Linked DNA regions of Macaca mulatta: region 1 is linked to region 2. Evidence: chromatin contacts called from public Hi-C data. All regions are on one chromosome and are shown on one strand. The core of a region is the stretch at or near the end of the contact, and the rest is flanking DNA. Distances in the headings are between cores, read along the strand shown.

Region 1 (4,965 bases), core at 313-2,812, 51 kb before region 2:
TTGCTGCTGTAACATCACCACAAACTGGGTGACTTAAAGCAAAAGAAATGTATTCTCTGGGTTCTGAAAGCAGAAGTCTGAAATCAAGGGGTTGGCAAAGTTGGTTCCTTCCGGAGCCTCTGAGAGTGAATCCACCCCATGCCTGTGTCCTAGCTGCTGGTGGCTGCTGGCATTCCTTGGCTCCCTTCTAATCCCTGCCTCTGTCTTCACATGGCTTTGTTTCCTGTGTGTCCGTCTCAAATCTCCCTCTCCTTTCTCTTCTAAGGACACCTGTCTTTAGATGTAAGGCCCATCCTAAATCTCATGTCACCTTAACTTAATTACATCTGCAAAGACTGTGTTTCCAATTGAGGTCACATTCCCAGATACTAGGAGTTGGGACTTGGATATATCTTTGGGGTGGGTGACACAGTGTAGCCCACTATACCTGCTTCCACTATACCCTGTCTCTACCTTATCTCTCTCCATTTCTGCCTGTGTCTCCTCTTGTCTTTTTAGACTCTTTCTGTTCCCACATTTTACCATCACCCCTGGTCCCAACTTTTCTCTCCTCTCTCCTCACCAACTCCGATTGGCAGAGAACCCTGAAAATCTGCCCAGATACCCATGACATCACTGGATGAGCCAAATCAAGCCAAAGATTGGAGGGAAGTTATGGGTCCTTTGATCTGGAGGAGCCTGAAATTCTCATTCTAATCTACAGGCTTTTTCTCTCTGACCAGGGCTTGTACATACAGACAAAACCGAAAACTCCTGCTGCAGTAGGACGGTGGTTTGGGGATAAGGAGAAAGGAAAATTAATAAAATTGGTGACAAATCCATCAATGTCTCTGTCCGTTTCCTGGGGACCCTCCCCCTAGTTGGCGTCCAGCTGTGTTTCTCTACCTGACTGGATGCTCCTCAAAAGCTGGGACCAGATCCCACTCATCTGTAGACACCCATTATCCTAATACAAGGTAGAAGTGACTTGGACCTTCAAAAAGGATGGACAGCATATTGTAAGGGTTTGAAGGGACAACCATTTCTCCTCTGGGAAGGAAATGCATCTGAAAGGACATGACTCAGTGTAACCCTCGAGGATGGTTAAACAGGAAGAGCGGTGGTCAATGTGGAAGGCGCAGGTTTTCTTCTCTATCTGAACTGCAATTATTCACCCTCTGTGCACCTGAATACTAGATTCGGATACTTTTTTTTTTTTTTTTTGGAGATGGAGTCCTGCTCTGTCGCCCAGGTTGGAGTGCAGTGGCATGATCTCGGCTCACTGCAACCTCTGCCTCCCGGTTTCAAGCTATTCTCCTGCCTCAGCCTCCGGAATAGCTGGAATTACAGGCATGTGCCACCATGCCCAGCTAATTTTTGTATTTTTAGTAGAGACGGGGTTTCACCATGTTGGCCGGGCTGGTCTCGAACTCCAGACCTCAAGTTATCCGCCCTCCTCGGCCTCTCAAAATGCTGGGATTACAGGCGCGAGCTACCGCGCCCGGCCGAGCGCGACTTCTGATTGGTCGAAACCTTGACTTCTCTGTTCCAGCCATCCGTTGCCAAGATACCATTTTAGCACATGCGCAGTACGTGCGCCTTGAATGAGCAGGTTTGAAGAGGTAGAGCACTGGCGTCAACCTCTGAAATTGATCTGGCTGCAACCGGAAGGACTCTGGGAATGGTAGTTTACGGACTCAGCCTGCGCAGGCGCACTGTCCTACGCGGCATTGGCTATTACTCCCCGTTGAAAGTCCGCGGGAACTAGGCCCTAATGTCTGGGCCTCGCTATATCCGAGAACTGCACCCTCCTCTTTTTCTCGACTCCGCGCCTCCGCAGGGAGCCGGCTCCAGTCTCCTGCTGACGTGGCCGGGCGACGGAACGCTGGTTGCCATGACGACTCTCTTCCTGGTGCGCGCTACGTCACCGTCGCCTGTGCGCTGGCCGGGGACGTGGCTACCGCAGATGCGTCAGAGGTTCTTGACTTCACGCGCACCTGTGAACTGGTAGCCGGACTGCAGCACCTGGGAAAAACTCAAGTTTGAGGGTCGCAAACTAGTGGTCCCAAAATACTTTTTGCTTGGCCAGTGGTGAGCAGTGTTACGGGTTTGTTTTAACGTCTTCATGCTGCAGGTCCAGACATTTCCTCAAATTCCTGGAAATTTCCTGGGAGAAGTGCGGAATAAACAGATAATTAAGACTTACATAAATTATAGTGTGATGAGACTGGAGCGAGAGAGACGGACAGTTACAAAGAATTACAACACGGCGGTTAGCACATAGCCCTATAGGATCTAAGATACTGGAATGTTCCTGTGCGAACCCAGGAGAGCGAGTTGCCAGCTCCGGCTGAGCTCGGTGGAAATCAGAGAAAGTTTACTGCAGGAGAGGCTGTAAGAACTTGTTCTTGTAAGAAAAGTAGGTGTTTTCCGAAAGCAGTCGTGGGAAAAGGTGGAAGGAAGAGCAAATAGTCACAGTTGGGGCCGCGCGCGGTGGCTCACGCCTGTAATCCCAGCACTTTGGGAGGCTGAGGTGGGCAGATCACCAGGTCAAGAGATCAAGACCATCCTGGCCAACACGGTGAAACCCCGTCTCTAGTAAAAATACAAAAGTTAGCAGGGCGTGTTGGTGAAACCCCGTCTCTGGTAAAAATACAAAAGTTATCAGGGCGTGGTGGCGCGCGTCTATGGAGGCTGAGGCAGGAAAATCGCTTGAACCCTGGAGGCGGAGGTTTCAGTGAGCCGAGATCGTGCCACTGCACTCCGGCTTGGCGATAGAGTGAGACTCCGTCTTGAGCCACCGTGCCTAGCCTAACGCGTTTTTAATAATAGCAAACACTTACATGGTGTTTTCTATCTGTCACATACTGTTCTAATGGCTTTACTTCTATCTACCTATTCAAATCTCATAACCTGATTAAGAGGGTACTTATTATTGCCCCATGTACAATGAGGAAACTGAGGCACAGAGCAGTTAATGACTTGCAAAGTTCTGATAATAACTTGTATTTAATATCAAATTTCAGCTTCATCAAAGCCTTTGGAGACAGTTGTATCCGCCAGGATAAGTAGTTGTGCTTCAGTAACACCCCCACAACCTCCTTCATGGCTTATAGTGATGAAGGCTTACTCCTTGTTCATGTGTGTTCCATATAAGGACTATTTATGCAAAATAATCCCCAAATGTGGAAGGATCCAATAAACCAAAAAAGAGGGAGACAAACCCAGTTCGTTGGTAAGGGGTGATTTATTTGGGGAACTTACAAAGGGAAGCATGGGGTCTTGGGTGGCAGCAGGACAGATCTATCTCCACACAGTTACTCCCTAATCCCAAGGCTTATCTCACATACGGAAGGGGAATACTTGCTTTAGCAAGACAAGGGTTAAGACAACCCTCCAGAACAGGCAAGAATGCTGTTTGTGAGGCCGGGCGCGGTGGCTCAAGCCTGTAATCCCAGCACTTTGGGAGGCCGAGACGGGCGGATCACGAGGTCAGGAGATCGAGACCATCCTGGCTAACACGGTGAAACCCCATCTCTACTAAAATACAAGAAAAGTAGCCGGGCGAGGTGGCGGGCGCCTGTAGTCCCAGCTACTTGGGAGGCTGAGGCAGGAGAATGGCGTGAACCCGGCGGGGCGGAGCTTGCAGTGAGCCGAGATCGCGCCACTGCACTCCAGCCTGGGGCACAGAGCAAGACTCCGTCTCAGAAAAAAAAAAAAAAAAAAGGAATGCTGTTTGTGTCATAGCCTATAATTAGTGTGAAAACATCAGGGTTGACATGTTCTTACACTAGAGACAGTAAGTAAAGTAGAAATAAGAAGGCATTCCCAGGACTAGGATTAATCAGAAGTCAACAAGGCAGATTACCATCCAAGATGGAGTCACCTTTGTCTCCACAATATGACATGCCTATTATAGATTAGCTGAGGCTCTGCTCCATGCCACCCTGACTCTAGAGCCTCAGCTGACAGTACAACCTGTGCTTGGAGCATTTGGTTATCAGGATGCAAGGAAAAAGGAGCAAACTTGGCAGCAGTAAAATGAAGTGGTTGCAAATATGGGCTGGACCTGGATTCAAATCCTGCCTCCATCCTCAACTAGCTCTGGGAGTTTGGGGGGATGACATAAATCCTCTATCTCAGTGTCCTTGTCTGTAAAATAGGGAGAGCAACGCCTTCTTCATAGGGTGGTGGTGCCAGCTCAGTCAACTAGTAAAGCTCACAACGTGTTGTCAATAAGTAACACCTATTATTATTTCATTCTGGCAATGGGCCACCTAGCTTTTGCTCATGAGCACATATATGGTTTACTTTTTTTTTTTTTTTTTTTTTTTTTTTGAGACAGGGTCTTGGTCTCTTGCCCAGGCTGGCACCATCACAGCTCACTGCAGCATTGCCATCCTGTGTTCAATTGATCCTCCTACCTCAGCCTCCTGAGTAGCTGGGTCTACACATGCTCACCACTGTGCTTAGCTAGCTTTTCTATATTCTGTAGAGTTGGGGGTATCACTATGTTGCCCAGGCTGGTCTCAAACTTCTGAGTGCAAGTGATTCTCCCTCTTTAGCTTCCCTCTTTGAAATCCCAAAGTGCTGGGATTTCAGGTGTGAACCACTGCACCCAGCCTGGCAATTCTTTTAGTGTTTTATGATAAAGCCTGATATGAGGTTTTGATTATATGGACATAAACACAAGAAGAGGCCAGTAATTCTTTAACATTGTCACTATTGTTGTTCAGTATAAATATATGCTCAATTTATTCAGCTTATCTAGAAATGACTGGTTACAGAATTTTTTTTTGTAAGCTTTCTCAGCATCTAGGGTTACTGAATGTTACCAAAGGTTTTTTTAGTATCTATAGACATGGTTGCATATTGATATATTCGGAAAGGTCAAAAGATAAATTGTGTAATGTCCTAATATCAAACCATCCTTGCACTCCTGAACACACATCTCCAAGCTCCCAGGATAGGCTCCATTGCCTTTAC
Region 2 (5,412 bases), core at 1,195-3,694:
GGTGGAGGTTCCAGTGAGACCGCACTCCAGCCTGGGTGACAGAGCAAGACTCTGTCTCCAAAACAAACAAACAAAGAACAACAACAACAAAAAACAAACACAACTCTCCCTTTATATGAGGCAAGTGCTCTCCAAGGCCCCGCAGCCTCACTTGGACCAATTCTCTTCTTTCCTGTATGTTATCTGCCTGGCCCTCACAGACAGCTGAGCTTGAGACCCCTGTGTGCAGTTACCAAATCACATTCTGTCCACATCTCATATACTCTTAGCCCTGGGAGGAAAGAAATGAGGGCCCAGAGGTGGAGCCCAAGGTCATCCAGCCCAGAGTGACTTAAGCCAAACAATTATCGGGCTGAAAACCTTGGGCCTGAGAGTCTTGCACCTCCTTCCAGATCATTTACCTTCTCTAAGCCTCAGTTTCCACATGTACCAAATGGAACAAATACAACAGATCCACGGTCCTTTAAATGCCCCAAAGAACGGAACTTGATTTATAAACTGACCGCAAAACTTCACCTGGATCGCCACAGGCCATGTAGGGTCTTAATATTCTGCTAAGTGTGAATATCCACACCTTGACCCATAGAAACATTTTATGACCAAGAACTGGCCCAGATTCCTCGGGGTGGGGGGGGTGCTGACTAATTATAAAATACACACCCTATTAGCTTTCTAAAATTTGAAAAATTCTGATTCCCAAGATTGCCTTGTTGCCAAGGGGACCTGCACTTATGTGTCAGTGCTGCTGCAGGGATCAGGAGAGGAAAGGGACTCCAGCAGGGCGCCTGGCACACAGAAAGTGCTCAAATACTGAAAATGTTAAGTACTTCAACTTCCCCAAGAACTCTCATCCATCCTCCAGCAAGATTCTGCCTAAATCCGCCAACTTCAGGTAACTCATTCTGCCAACTTCAGGTAACTCATTTCCCTCCTTCCCCAACCAAAACCAAAATAAAACAGAATCACTCCTCTCAGGGCCGTCAGGGAGGGCTGGAAACCCCTTTAGCGGTTTTCTTTTTTCTTTTTGAGACAGGGTCTTGCTCTGTCGCCCAGGCTGGAGTGCAGTGGTGCCATCTCGGCTCACTGCAACCTCTGCCTCCCGGGTTCAAACAATCCTCCCACCTCGGTCTCCCAATTAGCTACGACTACAGGCGCGCGCCACCAAGCCCGGCTAATTTTTGTATTTTTTTCTTTTTTTGTAGAGACAGGGTTTCACCATGTGGCCCAGGCTAGCCTCGAAATCCTGGGCTCAAGCGATCCGCCCGCCTTGGCCTCCCAAGGTGCTTTTCTTCCTTTCTTTTTTTTTAAGACGTAGTCTCGCTCTGTCACCCAGGCGCGATCTCGGCTCACTGCAACCTCCGCCTCCCGGGTTCAAGCGATTCTCCTGCCTCAGCCTCCCGAGTGGCTGGGATTACAGGCGCCCGCCACCATGCTCAGCTAATTTTTGTATTTTTAGTAGAGACAGGGGGCTCGAGGAACTCCTGGCCGCAAGTGATCCCCCGCCAAGGCTTCCCAAAGTGCTGGGATTACAGGAGTGATCCACTGTGCCCGGCCCTTGAGCGGTTTTCCTAACAGACTGTGAAAGACGGTTCACACCTCCACCCAGGCAACCGCCGCCCAAGACGACGCACCCTTTGCCGCAGTCGCCCCCACTTCCATTCCGTCACCTCTCAGGAAGGACCGAGCCCCCAAGTCCCTCAACCCCAGCGTGTCCGTACCTCGGGATTGTAATCGGCCGCGTCAACAGACGCAACCCCAGCCTCGAGGGAGCGGGAGATCGGGAGATTCAACTCCTCGCACACGCGCCTCTTCGCAGTAACTTTCTGCGCGCGAGAAGCTTCTCTGAGCGGCTGCACCCAGGATCCTCCGCGCCAGCGCCAAGACTCTATTTCCCAGAGGGCTGTGCGGGCGACTTCGTTCGCCTTCCCATATCCTCTCGCTTCTTCAGCCTTAGCACTCTGGGAGTAGAGTAGAAACAGAATCAGGACCAGGCGGCATCAGGGTTTGTAGTCCAGATTTTTATCTTGTTAAATAATCATCTAATTAGCTTCTTGCCTTTACTAGATGACTGGGAGTCTTCCCCTCTTCCGAAGAGCAAGCGGTAGGTTGCCATGGAAACGCGTTGAGACGGGATTTCTGAGAAAACGCGCGGAAATAAGGGGCGAAGTTGAGGCGGGAGAAGTGGTAATGTGACCTCTGACTGGTGGAGAGATGCCTTACGGTGTATTCCGATTGGTTTCACACTGACACATGCGCAGTAGAACCAGAAGGCCTTTCAAAGAGGCTAGAACGGTGGGGAGGGGGATGAGCAATGACGGAATAATCCCCATTCCGTCTGGAATCAGAGGGCGGGCCTGCCGCGGAGGCCTCTGGGAAACGGAGTTCCCAGGTAGGCGAAGCCCAGGGGCCGTCGGGAAGTCCGCGGCGCGTGCGCGGACGCCACAGGCTCAGGATGCGCGCGCAGCGCTCTCCGCCCAGCGGAAGTTTTCGCGGGGCAACCGAGAAGGTGAGTCCCGGTAACTGCGGAGGATCCGAAGGGTCAGGCTGCAGAACCCTAGAATCCCAACCCCGTCCGTAAGTAAAGAGGTGAGGGGAACCGAGGCGGAGTGGCCGTACGTCCCCCGACCCCCTAGCCGCAGCTCGGCTGGGGTGTCCGTGACGTCAGCACGACCCTTTGTGGGAGGTGGGGGCCCCTGCGGTTGGGGTTCGGAATGAGAGCGGCTCCGGGTCGCGGGATTCACTGGCTTTCTCTTGAGCTTCCGAAGCCACCTTTGGCTCCTCCGCTGTCAAACTTGGCATCTAAGTCATCCCATGGTTTCTATGGAGGATGGGGTCGAAGGGAGTCTCTGTCGCCTAGGCAACCGCCCACCTGCGTTGGGGTGGGGTCTGACCTTTAGCCTTTTTGCTGTTGTCTCCTGAAGTTTCTAGGAGGAACACTATACAGTAGTTGACACATAGCAGCTGTTCACTAAACATTTGTTGAGTAAGTCAAATAAATTAAGATAAAGACTGGCCTGAGGGTTGGAGTCTTGGGCTTTCAAGTCCTGACCTGGCCATTGCATAGGTGACTTCAGCACATCAACTTTTACTGAGTGTTTACTATATGGAAGGCTCCGTGCAACCGATATTACCCTACTATAACCGGGGCTTGAACGGTGCTAGTCTAATAGGCACTGCTCAAGCCCACGTTATTATAGCAGTGTCTAAAACAAAAATCCTGCCCAGCTAATTCACTTTTTCAGGGTGGTTGGGGATGCCAGACACTAAAAAAGAAATGTTAAAGAGTATTTACAGGTCTGCAATCCTTTATCTATGACTTTAAAATCCAAAACGTTGTAAAAACTGAAAGATCTTTTTCTCTGTTTTGCAACTTACCTGGTAGCCCAACCTCACCTGGCTTTGAACTTGTTTGCTGGCAATACCCACTCTGAACTGATGTGTGACTATTTAGAATTTTTAAAGATTTTGTTGTGCAAATCATATACTTGCTTATGTAGAGTTGCCCCTGGATCTCGCCGGTGTTGTAATATGTAATAGGTTCTAAAATCCAAAAAATTTGACTGGGCATGGTGGCTCCCGCCTGTAATTGCAGCACTTTAGGAGACAGAGGCGGGCGGATCACCTGGGGTCAGGAGTTCGAGACCAGCCTGGCCAACATGGTGAAACCCCGTCTCTACTAAAACTAAAAAAATTAGCCGGGCATGGTGGCATGCACCTGTAATCCCAGCTACTCAGGAGGTTGAGGCAGGGAGAATCGCTTGAACCCAGGAAGCAGAGGTTGCAAGTGAGCTGAGATCGTGCCACTGCACTCCAACCTCGGTGACATAGCAAAACTCTGTCCCAAAGGGAAAAAATAACATATATTTTTTGCCCACCATCATGTAATACATGGCAGAAGCAAGATCCAAACCCAGGCAGATAATGTCCCAAGTTTATCCTCTTAACCCCTACAGAGATCTGTTTCTAAGTGGCAGGTCTTTTTTAAGGACCATCCAGCTAGATAATTCTGGCCCTGAGCTTTGAGTCTCTGGCTAGATGTCTAGACTTGCCTGAAAGATGAATGTGTGTGACACAGCTGGGGACCCCCCTGCCTTCTTGGCACGTTTTCTTATGCAAAGGAGACAATAATTTATTCACTCAGCAAACGTAGACCCAGCATTTGCTCTGTGCCAGGCCTGTGTGAGGCTCTGGGCATACTGTGGCAAACCAGACAGGGAAAAGTCCCTGCCATTATGAAGCTTACATTCTAGTAACTCAGAGTATGTCAGGTGGTGACAACCACTGTGAAGAAAAATAAAGCAAGGTAAGGAGGATAAAACACGCTATTAGTAAAATGGTGTCCAGGGCCAGGCACGGTCGCTTGAGCCTGTAATCCCAGGACTTTGGGAGGCCGAGGTGGGGGGATCACCTGAGGTCAGGAGTTCAAGGCCAGCCTGGCCAACATGGTGAAACCCCATCTCTACTAAAAATACAAAATTAGCCAGGCGTGGTGGCACACACCTGTAATCCCAGCTACATGGGAGGCTGAGGCAGGAGAATCACTTGAACCCAGGAGGCAGAGGTTGCAGTAAGGCAGGATTGCACCATTGCACTCCAGCCTGGGCCAAAAGAGCGAACCTCCATCTCAAAAAAAAGAAAAGAAAAAACACAGTAAAATTGTGTCCAAGAAGATCTCTGAGAAGGTGACATTTGAACAGAGAGCTAAAGAAGGTGATGAGGAAGTGACGTGTGTGCACTCTTGGGGGAACAGTGTTCCAGGCAGATGGGAGAGCAGGTACAAAGGTCTTGGGGAAGAAACGTTCTTGTCACAATTGGGGAAAAGCCAGTGTGGCTGACTCAGCATGAGCAAGGCGAGATGGTGGGAGAGGTCAGAGAGGGAACAGGGAAGTGGCAGACCATACAGGGGCTCCTGGGCCATGGTAGGAATTTTGGTGTTGATTCTGTCTAAAATGAAATCCACCATATGGTTTTGAGTAGAGGAGGGACAGGGACTGACTTACATTTTTTTTTAATGTATTTGTTTGTTTATGAGACTGAGTCTCGCTCTGTCGCCCAGGCTGGAGTGCAGCAGTACGACCTTGGCTCACTGCAACCTCTGCTTCCCAGGTTCAAGCGACTCTCATACCTCAGCCTCCCAAGTAACTGGGATTACAGGCGCCTGTCACCACACCCGGCTGATGTGTGTGTGTGTGTGTTTTTGTTTTTGGTAGAGACGGGGTTTCACCATGGTGTCCAGGCTGGTCTGGAACTCCTGACCTCACGTGATCCGCCCACTTCGGCCTCCCAAAGTGCTGGGATTACAGGCATGAGCCACCGTGTCCGACCCACCATATGGGCCAGGGTCTGACAGGGGCAGGGTCTGACTTAGATTTTAAATGGACCCCTCTAGCTACTGGGTTGAAAATCGATGTA

Evidence for each region. Hi-C and Micro-C count contacts between places; a contact is called where the count stands out from the background.
Region 1: a contact with region 2 is called in a Hi-C map of CD4 T cells, with 2.1 times the contacts expected there. The contact joins the promoter of LOC106994818 here to the promoter of VRK3 in region 2. A contact is called at or near these places in 2 of 14 Hi-C or Micro-C datasets (CD4 T cells and cortical neurons).

Annotation. Positions count from the first base shown.
Region 1 is chr19:62,533,739-62,538,703 of T2T-MMU8v2.0, reverse strand. It overlaps LOC106994818, which reads left to right and starts at 1,562. Exons shown (of 7, transcript XM_077979921.1): 1 at 1,562-1,568; 2 at 1,820-1,986. The coding sequence starts at 1,562. IZUMO2 (IZUMO family member 2) reads left to right here. Exons shown (of 7, transcript NM_001194696.1): 7 at 723-821. The coding sequence ends at 765.
Region 2 is chr19:62,483,333-62,488,744 of T2T-MMU8v2.0, reverse strand. It overlaps VRK3 (VRK serine/threonine kinase 3), which reads left to right and starts at 2,444. Exons shown (of 13, transcript XR_013410074.1): 1 at 2,444-2,506. It overlaps ZNF473 (zinc finger protein 473), which reads right to left and starts at 1,847. Exons shown (of 5, transcript NM_001260571.1): 1 at 1,719-1,847. LOC144337265 (a long non-coding RNA gene) reads right to left here and starts at 4,909. Exons shown (of 2, transcript XR_013410119.1): 1 at 4,501-4,909; 2 at 1,960-3,715.